Linked DNA regions of Mus musculus: region 2 is linked to region 1. The links are chromatin contacts, called in public HiChIP or PLAC-seq maps. All regions are on one chromosome and are shown on one strand. The core of a region is the stretch at or near the end of the contact, and the rest is flanking DNA. Distances in the headings are between cores, read along the strand shown. Region 1 overlaps Cfap61 (cilia and flagella associated protein 61). Region 2 overlaps Cfap61 (cilia and flagella associated protein 61).

What was found. HiChIP or PLAC-seq counts read pairs in DNA pulled down with a chosen protein or histone mark.
Region 2: an H3K27ac HiChIP or PLAC-seq map of the HPC-7 cell line shows a contact between it and region 1, with 6 times the contacts expected there. The contact joins two enhancer-like sites. A contact is called at or near these places in 1 of 39 promoter capture datasets (embryonic stem cells), 1 of 15 datasets of contacts at CTCF or cohesin (large pre-B cells), 72 of 484 Hi-C or Micro-C datasets (the AtT-20 cell line, B cells, the C2C12 cell line and 35 more), 20 of 115 datasets of contacts at active chromatin or transcription factors (the 230-238 cell line, the HPC-7 cell line, bone marrow-derived dendritic cells and 12 more) and 4 of 9 other capture datasets (adipose tissue, embryonic stem cells, liver and 1 more).

What each region holds. Positions count from the first base shown.
Region 1 is chr2:145,953,018-145,959,429 of GRCm38.p6, reverse strand. The region is part of intron 6 of Cfap61 (cilia and flagella associated protein 61); the gene reads right to left. Among named protein-coding and RNA genes, the nearest start is that of Cfap61, 21 kb to the right of the region's middle. Within about 2 kb of position 3,204, at least 10 of the 459 cell types and tissues checked have an H3K27ac peak or open chromatin away from gene starts, as enhancers often do. A contact at or near this core is called in the HPC-7 cell line, where this site is marked.
Region 2 is chr2:146,194,719-146,201,130 of GRCm38.p6, reverse strand. Cfap61 (cilia and flagella associated protein 61) reads right to left here. Exons shown (of 27, transcript NM_001369121.1): 26 at 331-421. Among named protein-coding and RNA genes, the nearest start is that of Insm1, 24 kb to the left of the region's middle. Within about 2 kb of position 3,025, at least 61 of the 459 cell types and tissues checked have an H3K27ac peak or open chromatin away from gene starts, as enhancers often do. A contact at or near this core is called in the HPC-7 cell line, where this site is marked.

The sequences.
Region 1 (6,412 bases), core at 1,955-4,454:
ATGCTACATAATGAATTCCTGTCTCAAAAACAAAACAGAAGAAAAAAATAATTTGAGATGGTGATGTTAACTACATTGATGTACATAGATTTGATCATTATATAGTGTATATTTATATATGTACTTAATAAAATTGTAGCTCTGAGTTTTCATGAGTGTGTATATGTGTGTGTGTTTGTAAATGTTTCATACGGCGAAGAAACACATATTCATAATCTTAAACTAAAACAAATAATACTCAATATTAAAATCAGGAATAAAGATCTGGAGAGACAGCGAGCCCTGAGCCTAGCCGTGAACCTTCCACTGCACATAACAAAGCTGTCCAAAATCGGACCTTAATAGCAACTCTCCTGGGAAAAAAACAAGAAGCAAACATCCAAAGCTTGGAGTTCTGAACACTGTCCCTTAAGCCCGTCTCCAAAATGGATAGAGGAACTTGCTCAACATACTAAATGCATTCCTTGGGGTAATCGATAATTTAAGATCTTGCATCATCCTTAGCGCTAATGATAATGGATGACATCAGCCTCAAAGTCTCAAATGGCATATGACAAAGGCCTGCCTCACAGAAAGAACACCTCGGCTAAGGAGAACCATCCATGCAGCAAAATCTCCAAGAGCCAGCACTCTAAAGCTGTGAGCACTGCCTACCGGGGTCAGACGAGAGGACAGCCCCGTCTCACTGTGAGCGAGGGTGGCAAGTTTACTGGGCGCCCCACCCTGCCATTTGCAGGGTGTATCCCATCCCCATGGTGATGACCAATCTGGGGTTAATAACTCCATCAGCACAAAGAAGACTAGAAACAGAGTTCTGAAAAGCAGCCATTCCTTTGTATGTTCATTCAGAGTGCTGCTTGGGTGGAGAATTCATGTGCTGGTCAGCGCTATCAACTATAAAATACTTTACTTTTAGGAGAACAGAAGGTCTAGCCCAGACAGACTTGTTCTCTTTTTGGGCACTCAAGTGTCCATCAGACCCTGAAAAACATGCCAGATCCCCACCCCCCCCCAAAAAAAATGGAGCTGAATTCAAGCCTTACAACCAATAGGCTGGCAAAGATACTCACTTGGCAATTTGTGTATCTTTCAAACTTAGGGCGTGGCAAAACTAAGAATGCCCTGTGTGGTGGCTCTAACCAGCCTTCCGGAAGACGAACATATTCATCCTTCACTATGTCACCTCGCCAGGAGGTACATGGTGGCACCCTAGAGCCCAAGAACTCTTCTTAGCAACCCGGTCAAGCCTCTTGGTGACAGTTTCGCAGACTGCTTCATGGCTGCAACATCTTGTCCTTTCTCTATAACCAGCATTCTAGAGGGAAGGCACAGGCTGGCTTCCCTTGAGGCAGAGAGATGTGTGTAACACAGGCTGCTAGCCAGGTCACTGTGCAAATCCTCAGGTGGGAAATATTACCCCAGCTCGGCGAGAACAGCACAAAGGCAGCCTGCATGTCCAAGAAACGTCCCAGACCCTTCTGCTGGCCTCAAAGCTTCTTCTTTATCTAAAGAGGCTGCACTCTCCAGTTAGACTTAAAAATATACTATTAAAAGAAGTTGCTACTTTAAATGTCACAAATACATTTTACTGTAGTGTATTTGAAAAAAAAAAGGAAGAATCCAATTTAGTTCTAAAGAATACAGCTTGCTTTGTCACATCATGCTTTCATCAAGAACAGTGTCTCAACATAGGACAGGGCAACATAAAAGTTGTTGCCAACTATATGTTTCTTTTTCATCCTCTTGCAGCGGAGGCGGGAGAAGTACCCTTTCCTTTCCAAGATCTCTTGTGCCCTCTAGTGGTCTTCTTATGGAAATTAACTTCCATCCTTTACATGGTCCTTTCTAGAACTTTAAAACTGGTGTTTAGAGTCAGTTAACTTCGGATCATTGGAAAATGTGATCTTTTTAAGTGAGGTGGATTTTAAAATTCCAGACGTTCTGAGTGATTAGAAGGGCTTCAAAGCATGCAGCAGGCCATGTAAGTTCCCATCATCCAGACCGCTGGGGTCCATGTGCCAATCTTGACAAAGGCAATCTACAGCTCCTGGAGGACTGTCCACCAAACCATGTCTGGCAGGGGGACTGGTGACAAATTTCCCGGGGCACAAGAAAAGCCCCGGCTAAATGCTGTAATTGTTCTACATTTCCTTTTAAAATGGGCCTGGATCCTCTTAACTTAGAGGTCAAAACATCAAATCCCCAGGAGCTGCTTAGAAGTCAAACTGGAAAAAAGCGTGAGACCATCAAATGTCTCGTAAAACTAACTTCTGGGGCTGGAGGGGTGGCTCAGTGGTTAGGAGTGCTGGCTGCTCTCCCAGAGGACCCGGGTTCAATTCCCAGCAACTACACCATTGCTCACCACCATCTGGAACTCCAGCTCCAGTGGACCCAATGCCTTCTTCTGGTACCAGGTATGCACATGGTGCAGGGACATACATTCAGAACTTTGTCTATTAAAAAGTAACTGCCTCAGGAAATGAAAGGTAGGTCTTTGTTGTTGTTTGGGTTTTTTGGTTTGGTTTCGTTTGGTTGGGTTTGTGTAACAACCCTGGCTTTCATGGAACTTAATTTGTGGGCCAAGCTGGCCTTGAGAAAGGTCGTTTTTAAAAACAAAACAAAACAAAAAAGCTTGTTTTAAATGTTTTCTTTTTGCCTTTTAAAGGTTAAAGTCTTAAATTTGTATTAATACAAATGATACACACTTGTGAGATGTGTGTGATGATTTTGGTACAAGTGTGCAACTGTAACAATCAAATCTGAACACATCTTTATCTCCTAAAACATTTACAGAGCTCCTGATTTCCTCTCTCCTGATAAAGAAAATTTTCATCTATTTGAGTCCACATGATTAACTGTAGTCATCTTTAAATAGGCAGGATGCCAGGCAGGAAACCTCAAGCTACTTCACAACACTACCAGACAGCATATAACCCTTCTCTTGACTTAGTCTTCCTTAAACCCACAAGGACCCGGAAAAGAAACCCCTCTACCACCACCGCTCCAAGGCCAAGCCAGTCTTTCTAAGCCGGGAACATCTCACGTCCACCACCGAAGATTAATTGAGCACACTGTAGTTTTTAAAGGTGTGTCCAGTAGCAGCTTTGCTTTGTTTCCAACATAATGAAAGACAGGGAAGAGTAACTTCCTTAATTAGTGTCTGAGTAGAAGGGCAGATTACAGCATCGTTTTCCACGCGGCTAAATCAAAGAGACAGGAGAAGGGATTACGGTGTTCATTCATTTGGTTCTGAATATGTTGCTAGTTAAATAGCGGAGGGCTAATTACATCCCCAAACCCTTCCCTGGTTTACTGTCTTAAGAACTGTGTTCATCACCATTAATTATCAGTGCAAGTGGCTACTGATGAAACAGATGTCAAATGTGGAGAAAATAAGAGTAATGTGGTGGCTTAAGAGGCGTGCGGCCACGCCTACTCCACCACGCTGTGCAATAATGCCTTTGTGTTTCTAGTGCTCTTAAGGGGGTAGGGTCCACACAAAGTTTCAAGATTTTAGACCCACAAGTTCTAAAACTCCAATCTGTTCATTTTGGATAGGGGGTTTTAAAAACGTTACATTTCTTTTTTTTTTTCTTTAATTTATTTATTTAATACATGTGAGTACACTGTAGCTGTCTTCAGACACTCCAGAAGAGGGAGTCAGATCTCATTACAGATGGTTGTGAGCCACCATGTGGCTGCTGGGATTTGAACTCAGGACCTTTGGAAGAGCAGTCAGTGCTCTTAACCGCCGAGCCATCTCTCCAGCCCTACATTTCTATACCTTCTTCAGGCAAAAGCATTGTCTGTGTCACTGTCTCCACCTGAACTCACTACTGTGCCCTCCTCTTATTGCATATGCCCCCTCCTCGTCTCTTTACACTGGGACAACATCCCCCTTGGGATTTGGTCCTTCGGATTTTCTGTGGTGTGAGCAAACAGAACAGTTAAGCCATCAAAGGCTGATGATCACGACAAGTTATCTAAAGGTTTATTTCTAGCTTTGTGGGCCCCCACTGGAAGGCCATAGCCCATGCTACAAAGTCTTAAGAGAGGAAAATGGGAAAAAAGAAAGAAAGAAAAGGAGAGGATGAGAAGCCAAGGGAGAAATTGAGATGGGATAGGAACTATCGATTGCTGTAATTGAGGGTTAGTACTATCAACTTGACAATATCTCTAGCATCATTGAAAGGTAACTCTCTGGTCACAGCTGTGAGAGACTATCCAGGTTAGGTTAGTCTCTGGACACAGCTGGAGAAGGTTATCTTGATTATATTTATGGAGGTAGGAAGCCCTGCCCACAGTGGGTGGCACCATTCCCTAACTGGGATCCTGGATTGTATAAACCTAGAAAGAGAGCCAGGCAGTAACAGGAGTTCCTGCTGTCTTCTGTTACAGTGTAACCACTGCTTCAAGCCCCTGCTGCCTTACTTTGCCACGCCTGGCTGTAGTCTTCAACTGTGAACTAGAAGGATCTTTTCCCCTTAATTTGCTTTGTCAGGGTATTTTATCACAGCTGCCTAGGAGCCAGGTGCTAGACTGAGGACAGCTTTTGTCTTTTCTCCTGTTTACCTATATCCTCAACAGGAGGGAGGGTACCAGGGAGTATGTCCACAAAGAAATTACCTTACTAAAAGGAATAAAAAATGGATCATTTTGATAGGCTGCTCGTGTGCATGGCACTTTGAGCACTGTATTTATAAACAACTTTTCTAATGGAAAAAAAAATGTCTTGGAGAACATGAGTAAGTCTTACTATTCCTCTGGAAAATGATAATTCATAATATCCAAATGAGTATACTAACTATATGTAAAAAACAAAACAAACAAACAAACAAAAACAAAAACCAAACAACAAGAACTTTGGAGGGCCAGTAAGAAGGCACAGCGAGCAACGATGCTTGCTGACAACCCAGAGTTCAATCCCTGGCAAGATCAAGACTCTGATCTTGGTTCGGATTTTTATCTGAGTTTCACAGTTCTTTGCAAAACTCGAGCCTGAATTCAGGACCTTGCACACAGCAAGCAGGCAGTCTGCCTGCCGGTGCATTTTGCTGTTGTTTGTGCAGGAAGTATTTTGATTGAATCCTTGGATGCTGAACAGATATGGGGTGGGGGTGGGGCGTGAGGGAGGTCAACAGCACTTGCATGTGTACCGAGCTATAAATAATTCTAATCCCTAAATCTGAGAATAATATTAACTAAGAGAAACCACCCTTCAAATAGATAGTAAAAATGGCAGGGAAAAACTGAGAGCTTTAAAAATAAAATTAAGATAAAGTTATAATAACTATTATATTTCCTAAAATATCCTAAAATTTTCATTTATGGGAATTTCTCATTTTAAGAAATAACCAAAACCGCCAATTTGTGAATATGTTATCAATAAAATGTCCTTAAAGAAGGTGACTTCCTGAACAGCTAAGGGTGTCCCTGCCCAGGGGCCTGCCCTTCCTGCCACACATGAAAAAGCAAGCAGCCATACCCTCCTATCTATCGGCCTGGTGACAGCCATTCCAGGGACTTCCTGCCTCCGCACCTTTGCCCACTCTCTCCTTTGGTTGAATTGTGATTCATCCCCCTCCCCGCTCCCCAGACAAATTCAAGGGGTCACCTTGTTTGTGAAGTCTTTTATTTCTTTTAAGTTATTTATTTTTTCAGGGAGGCATGGTAAGATATCAGAAGGTGCATGATCTTCAGAATATAGTTTGATGAGCTTGGACAACTGCACATGTCCCCCACCAATGCACTCTCACGGCCAACTGCCCCCTGCACGATTCCTGCTTGCCCCCTCACAGTCTCACATTCGGTTGGATCATAGGTACCACTAACCTGATTTCTACAGACTAGCTTTATGGGTTGTATACATCGTAAGACTGAGGTAATCAGCACATATATTTTTTTCCCTCTATCTCCCTTCCTTTATTCAGCACAAATCTTTTTACATTTATTCATGCTGTCACTACAGGGGCTGCTCGCTCATGTTGTTGAATGGGGTAGCATCCATTGCAAGGATTTACCACAGCCACAGTGCATACCAGTAAACACTCAAAGGGGGATTCTTAAGTGGGGAGGGCATATGAGGCTGTGTTTATTGCTCTGTGTCCTTCCCTCTTATAAACTAAATATCTTTATAGCTCATTGCAGAGCAGCCCCTCTTTCACTTAACTCTCAGCCCCTTTGTGATATATGTGGTGCTGGCGTTAACCCCAGGGAACTGCACAGGGGAGGCAAGCCTCCGGTGCCTGCAATAAATAACACTCAGTGCTTCTTGGGTTGTTACATGTAATCAGAGGTACACTAAGTGCAAGACCTACGGTAAGTCACAGACCTTCGCAACAGTTCTGTACCGTGTACATAGGACACTGCTAACAGAGAGACACGTGGTGCCCACAGCATCAATTCTTTTTTG
Region 2 (6,412 bases), core at 1,776-4,275, 240 kb before region 1:
ACCGACAGAAAACTAAAGAGATGAGATTTCCACTCCTCCCAGCAGGTAAAAACAACTCATATCTAGTCTTCAGCCATCATGAAGAGGAAGACACAGCTACTTGTAAAAAAAGGACGCAAGAGCAGTGTCCAGCAAAGGGTTTAAGGCAAGCCACTCCTGAAACATTGCTGTCTCCATTTATAGACTCCAGAGTTTATCTAAGGCAGTGCAGAGGGACTAAGAAACCACTACGAGATGGGAATGTAGGGGGAAAAGTCCAAATGATCAACGGCTGTCAACTGCTTACAATTTGCAAGGAATAACACCCACATGTCCACTAATCACGCTTACCTGCTTGGAGATTAAGATTTGGCGCAACTCTTTCTTGAGATCAATAAAACGATCGTGGAAGAGGGCCATGCACCACGGCTCTGTGAAGTAGCTGGTGAGAGAAGAAGAGATTCAGTTAGCCGGCAACCCTCTCATTACCACTAATAAAGTATTTACCTGCTTTTTTTGCCTTGATAAATTACAGTTCTGGCCCCATTGCAATCGTTTGCTCATAAAGAGCCTCACAGAGCAGCCTGGCCAATCAATGTTTTAAATGGATGTTCCTGATGGAAGGCCAGGTTCCATAATTACATTTAAAGTGGTTTAATTCAGAGCCGGGGCAGGACCCAGTGAAGAATCCTGATTTTTATCAGAATTTAAAAGCCTGAAGACTTGTAAAGAACGGCGTCTCCATTATCTGCCCTCATTTGAGAAAAACAGATTGCAGGATTGACTGGACTGCTGCACGAACAGATTAAATTTGGGTAGAAAATAACACAAATGTTGTTCATCATTAAGGTTTCTGGATTAATAATGAGCAGAAAGCAGGCCACCTCGGTGTTGCAGCCTGGCCTCTGAACGGCTGGCTGATGCTTAACTGAGCCACTCGCAGGGAAGCTGTGCTCTTGAGTTGAGATTCACTATGAGATTTACTGCCTGGCCCCCAGAGGCCGAACAGAGCACATTTTACATGGAGGATATGGCCCCCCATCCCCTTAATTCACAATGATCCAAGACAAAAGTTCTTGGAAACTGAATACATTCTTGCCATAACCAAGCACCGTTACTGACGTGCTAGCCTTTCCTTTATTGTAATGTGAAACATCATGGCGTAGGTAACCCACCTTCCTCGGGCTCTGAGTCAGCCTGAGGCCACTGTGTCACTCTTCTCTGTCAGTGAGTTTTCCACCTCTGCCACTGTCTGTGGGTGCCATGGGTATGCACACAACAGGAAAAAAAATGGTTTCCAGCCAGAGGAGCGACAGAGGTAGAGTTCCCCAGGGCTATCATAGGCACCAGAAGATGAAGGTAACCAGGGTCTGTGTTTCAGTCCACACGGCACCCATTTGTGACATGATTCCCTGGGTTGCCACCTGTAGTTTATCCATCGTTAGTATGCTAATACTATCTATCCTTTGTCCCCAATGTCCCTACCATGCTTCCAGGTACTAGAAAAACTGTAGGGACCCAAAAGACAGACATCCCTGCCAATGTGGAGCTTATATTCTTGAGATGACTAAGGAAGGGACAAAATAGAAGACTTTCTTGAAAAAAAAATAAATGAAGCAATGGCAGAGTAGAAACAGTTGGAGAAGAGGGTGATGAAAGGTTCAGTTCTGAGGCGGTGGCTTAGTGAGCAGAGACCCAAGGGAAGGGCGAGGGAACCTCACAGAAACCTGAGGGAAAAGCACTCCCGGGTAGGAAGACAAAGTGTGAACTCCTGGAGGGGGGCAGGAATGGCCCAGGCTCACCTGGGAAGGTGGGACAGAGAGCCACAAAACTGGGGTGACAGTTTAGAGGGGATGGATGGATGGGTTACCCCTAGCAGAGGTATCTGGTTGCATCTGCCATAGCATTATTCCATGGGTGCATACCTTGGCAACTGCACACAGCATGCATCAATCAAGTGAGTGTCCAAGGACTCTGTGCACATTGCATTGTGACTGTTTCTGACTGCTGGCTTTATATAGTCTTTCACAAACCTACAATGTGATTCTGTTAAAGGAGGCTAAACTCTGTAAAATGCCCCCAAGATAGGTAGTATTGAGAAAGGGGGAATGAGTTGGGTGTGTTGGGGGCAAACCTGTAATCCCAGCATCTAGGAGCTCGAGAGAGATCAGGAATTGTTCAGGGTCAAACTGGGCCATAACATGAGTTCATGGCCAGCTTGCGCTACATAGTGAAAACCTATCTCAAAAAGCTGGGACTCAACAGCCGTTTATTCTTCATAGTTTGGGCACCAACAGACACTCACTACAAACACAAGCATTTCTGATCGCAGCATGATTACTCTTTGGGTATAAACACATTTGGAAGGCAGTTTGACACGGTCTCCACCCATCAAAACAAGTAGTAGGTTTCCACCCCTAAGGCCTATGACTTCCTTAGCCACGACATACTTTTGATATTAATATAATTACATCATTTCCCCCTTCCCCTTCTACCTCCAAACATTTCCATATACCCTTCCTTGTTCTCTTTCAAATTTATGGCTTCATTTTCATTAGTTGTTGTTACATGCCTACCTGTATATACATATATGGATATATATGTATAAACATATTCCTAAATACCACTTGCTTAGATCGTATAATGTTATTTATATGTGTGTTTTCAGGGCTGACTTTTGGTATTGGATAGCTAGTTGGTGTGCTTTTTCCTGGGGAGAGTTACGTTTCCCATTCTTAGCATTCCTGGGTTGCCGTAGTTCTTTGAGTAGGGCAGAGGCTCACGGACTTTCCTCTCCATCAGTGAACGTCTCATCAGGTTTTTCTGTATCCCCTCCCACACCAAGGGAGATGGAGTGGAAAGAGCCTAAGAGGTGGAGGCTAGGGAGGAGTGACATGAAGCACTCTCTCGTGGACGTGTGGTGACCTGTACAAGAACTGCAAAAGATGGGGCTGTCAACATTCCATGATGGTGAAGGGGCTCATGAAGCCCCACCTCCTTCCTGAGGAACAGTTGACAGTTAATGGTTTCGAAAGGGATAAGCGTCATTTCCTTCCGTGGTATAGCCACTTCAGCGGTATGGTAACTTGCTCAGGCTCCAGTAAATAACCTCCTACCAACACTCATACAAACAACCTTGATGGTACTCAGCAGCTTATACACACACACCAACACACAATACACAGGCACACACAGGGACATATAGACACACATACACAGATACACACAGAGACACAGAAACATACACAGACACACACAGAGAAATACAGAAACACACATATACACAGATATATACACAGAGACACAGATATATCACATAGACATATATAGACATACAAACAGATACATGCAGACACACACACTGTATTTTGCTCGGACACACATATACAGACACACATACACAGACACACACAGAGAGACATACAGACACAAACACACACAGACACACATATACAGACACTCATACACACAAACACACACAGAGACACACAGACACAAACACAGATACACATATGCAGACACACAGACATACACAAAGAGACATACGAGACATGTAGAGAGAGACACACACACAGGCACACAGAGAAACACACACAGACACACCCCTCAAAACAACAACAGACATGAAAGTAGGAGGGAATCTATTACAAGAAGGGGTTCAGCAAGAGTGTGTGTGTGTGTGTGAATATAAAAGACAGTAATGGGTTAAATGAGCAAAATACACTATACACATGTATGAAATTGTCAAAGAATAAAAATAATAAAAATCAACTTTTAAAAGACATGTTGAAAAAGTGAAAACTCCACTGGTACATATGGGGTGGGGGTAGGGCAAGACTGAGGGTGTAGATAGCGGGGAGGACACATGCCTAACACATACGAGGCCCTGGGTTTGATCCCTAAGGTGAGGGCAAGGGAGGAGGAGGAGAAGAGAATGAGAGATGGACAAACAGACAGACCGACCGACAGACAGACAGGGAAGTGGCGTCTACCTTGTTTGCCTATGTAGATGACCTCTTCAGTTACTCAAGGACATCTAAGCCCAAGGAATGGCATGTCACTGATGGGGAACTTGGTAGAAATTCTGGGTCCATGTTCCTGGGCACACCTCCAGCCAGCTTCCTCAAGGGAAGGATGTCCCAGAGGGCTCCCCAGCTGGAAATGTCTTGAAGTTAAGTGTAACAACGGTCTCAGTCAAGACACCAAGCACACTCTGCTGTCGCCGGCTACCACGGAAAGTCAAGCCCCTTACCACTAATCTGGGAAAGGATGGAAATGCAATCTGTAACTATAGTTTGTCCTTACTGTATTTTGCTCGGAGCCTATCTTAAATCGAAGAGAATCTTGAGTTGAATTACGGTGCGCCAGGGACCGGCCCTACTTACTGAGCTGAGGGTCCGTTTCTGCTCTTGTTGCGACTGTGTGCCATGGCCCATTTGCTTTCATGAAGACTTTGGGGGAAATTAATTTTTCTCTGGATATTGCCAGTTCGAAAAGAAAAGGTACCGATGTGTTTCCTGATCTATCCGGGGAGTGAGAGCGAGACAAGGTCGCTCACGTCTGTAACCTAGGCAATTGGGAGGTCCTGAGTTTGAAGTCAGCCTGGGCTATGTAGTGAGACATCGGCTCACAGACAATTGGAAACCCAAACTAAGCAGCTTACTACATACATACATCCTCCTTGGAAATCACGGGGCGAGGGCAGAGGGACAAGAGGTGAAAGGGCCCAGATCTGCTAACCCCAGGAGGACACGCAGGGTGAGCACAGTGCCAGGCTCTCCAGAGCTGAACGGGACAGGCATCCTCTGTTCCCTTGCCAGTGCCAGGCTGGGCCTGCTACTCTTTGAGGACTGGCATTCTTTGTCACTTGGCCAACCATACACTGAGACCTAAGAAGGCCTGGGAAATGTCAACTTGTGGAACCTCGCTAACCATTTCTGGTCGATGTGGCCCGATCGTTGAGCCATTGATTTGCCTTCTCCGCAGCGCATCGGGTTATTGACAGACACACAGACACTGGGTGGGACTCTGATAGCCTGAGCAGCCTGTAGCCAGGCAGAGGAAAGCAAAGCCACACAGTCACCGTGGGAAGTTACACTCACCGGCCTCAGAGAAAAGCACAACACATCTGTGAGGGAACTCCTGGGCTCTGGCCAGCTGCCTTCCCCAGCCTCCCAAACTGCAGCAGCATCTAGTGTTAGCCACTGGGCTTACCTAGAGATCACACTCTCAGAGAATTACCCAGAATCCCTGTCTGCCGTCCATTTGCTTTCCTGAGTCTTTAATTTGGTTCAGATAAACCTTGAGTTTCACCTTAGAAGGTGGCACTAGCCACTAGAAGGTGTTCTAGCCTGGGCTAACGCTCAGTTGTAGAGGGCTTGCCTAGAATTGAGTGAGCCCTGGGTTCAAACCCAGTATGAGGAATGGATATGACCCGGATGATCTCCATGGAGCCAAAGCCAGCTCAGAATTCTGAGCTTCCTTGCCTGCCCCACTGATGTGAACACTGGAGGCCACTGGGTGACACCGGCTAGCCCCATTTCAGCTCATTCTCTACCAGCATCTCCTTTCTTTTTGTTGTAAGCCTGTGTGACACTAGTTAGGTTCTAATCTTGCCCAGCCTCAGCCCTTTTGAACTTTCAAATGGGTGCGGGAATGGCCCTTCCTTTTGAGGCTTGCTGTCAAGAGTTCAAGGAGATAGACACGTGCAACTCAGACCTGCCTCTGTGCCTCCCACAGGGCAGGGTTCTGAATAAAACACTCTCCTCACTGATGTCCCTCCCGATTGCCTTACTCCACCCATGGGTCTTAGAGGCTGACAATCCCTTCTGATGTGAGTCTGAAACTAAGGACATTATTCAAACACTTGCTTTGCTGCAGAAGAGTATACTGCCTTCGTGCCTAAACATTTTGCTTCTGCTGGCGTTTACCTCATGATGTCACAACCTTTCTGTCCAGCGGAGCTGGGTTTGGTGGATACCTCTGGTGGCATCTGCAGTCAGGGCAGACACTCGGCTTCATTCGGTTCTAAGTACTTCCCCTCTTATTTTATCTGTGATGTTTCTTTGTACATCTCACATTAGGAGGGGCATTAATACAGTCCGCACTACAATCCAGCAGCCCACAGCTGTCTAGCTACTTATGTTGATGCTATATAAGCTCAGGCCTAATGGTCTCAGGCGAGGTTAGCATTTAGTTTTGCAGGAAGGGGGATGCTCTTAGGGCTCTGGCCTCCCTTCCTGTCCTTCCCCGCTTACTCTGCTTGTCTTTATAGAAAGCCCAGCCTTTTTCCTCTAATTAGGCCACCGAGGGCCTGGCTAACATCAGGCCTCACAGCCACTCAGCCTTGTTCCAACCTCACCCATTTCCTATCTATTTTCTGTAAGGGAAGGAAAAGGTATCTGTGTGCACAGAGAACTCCACCCCCCCCCCC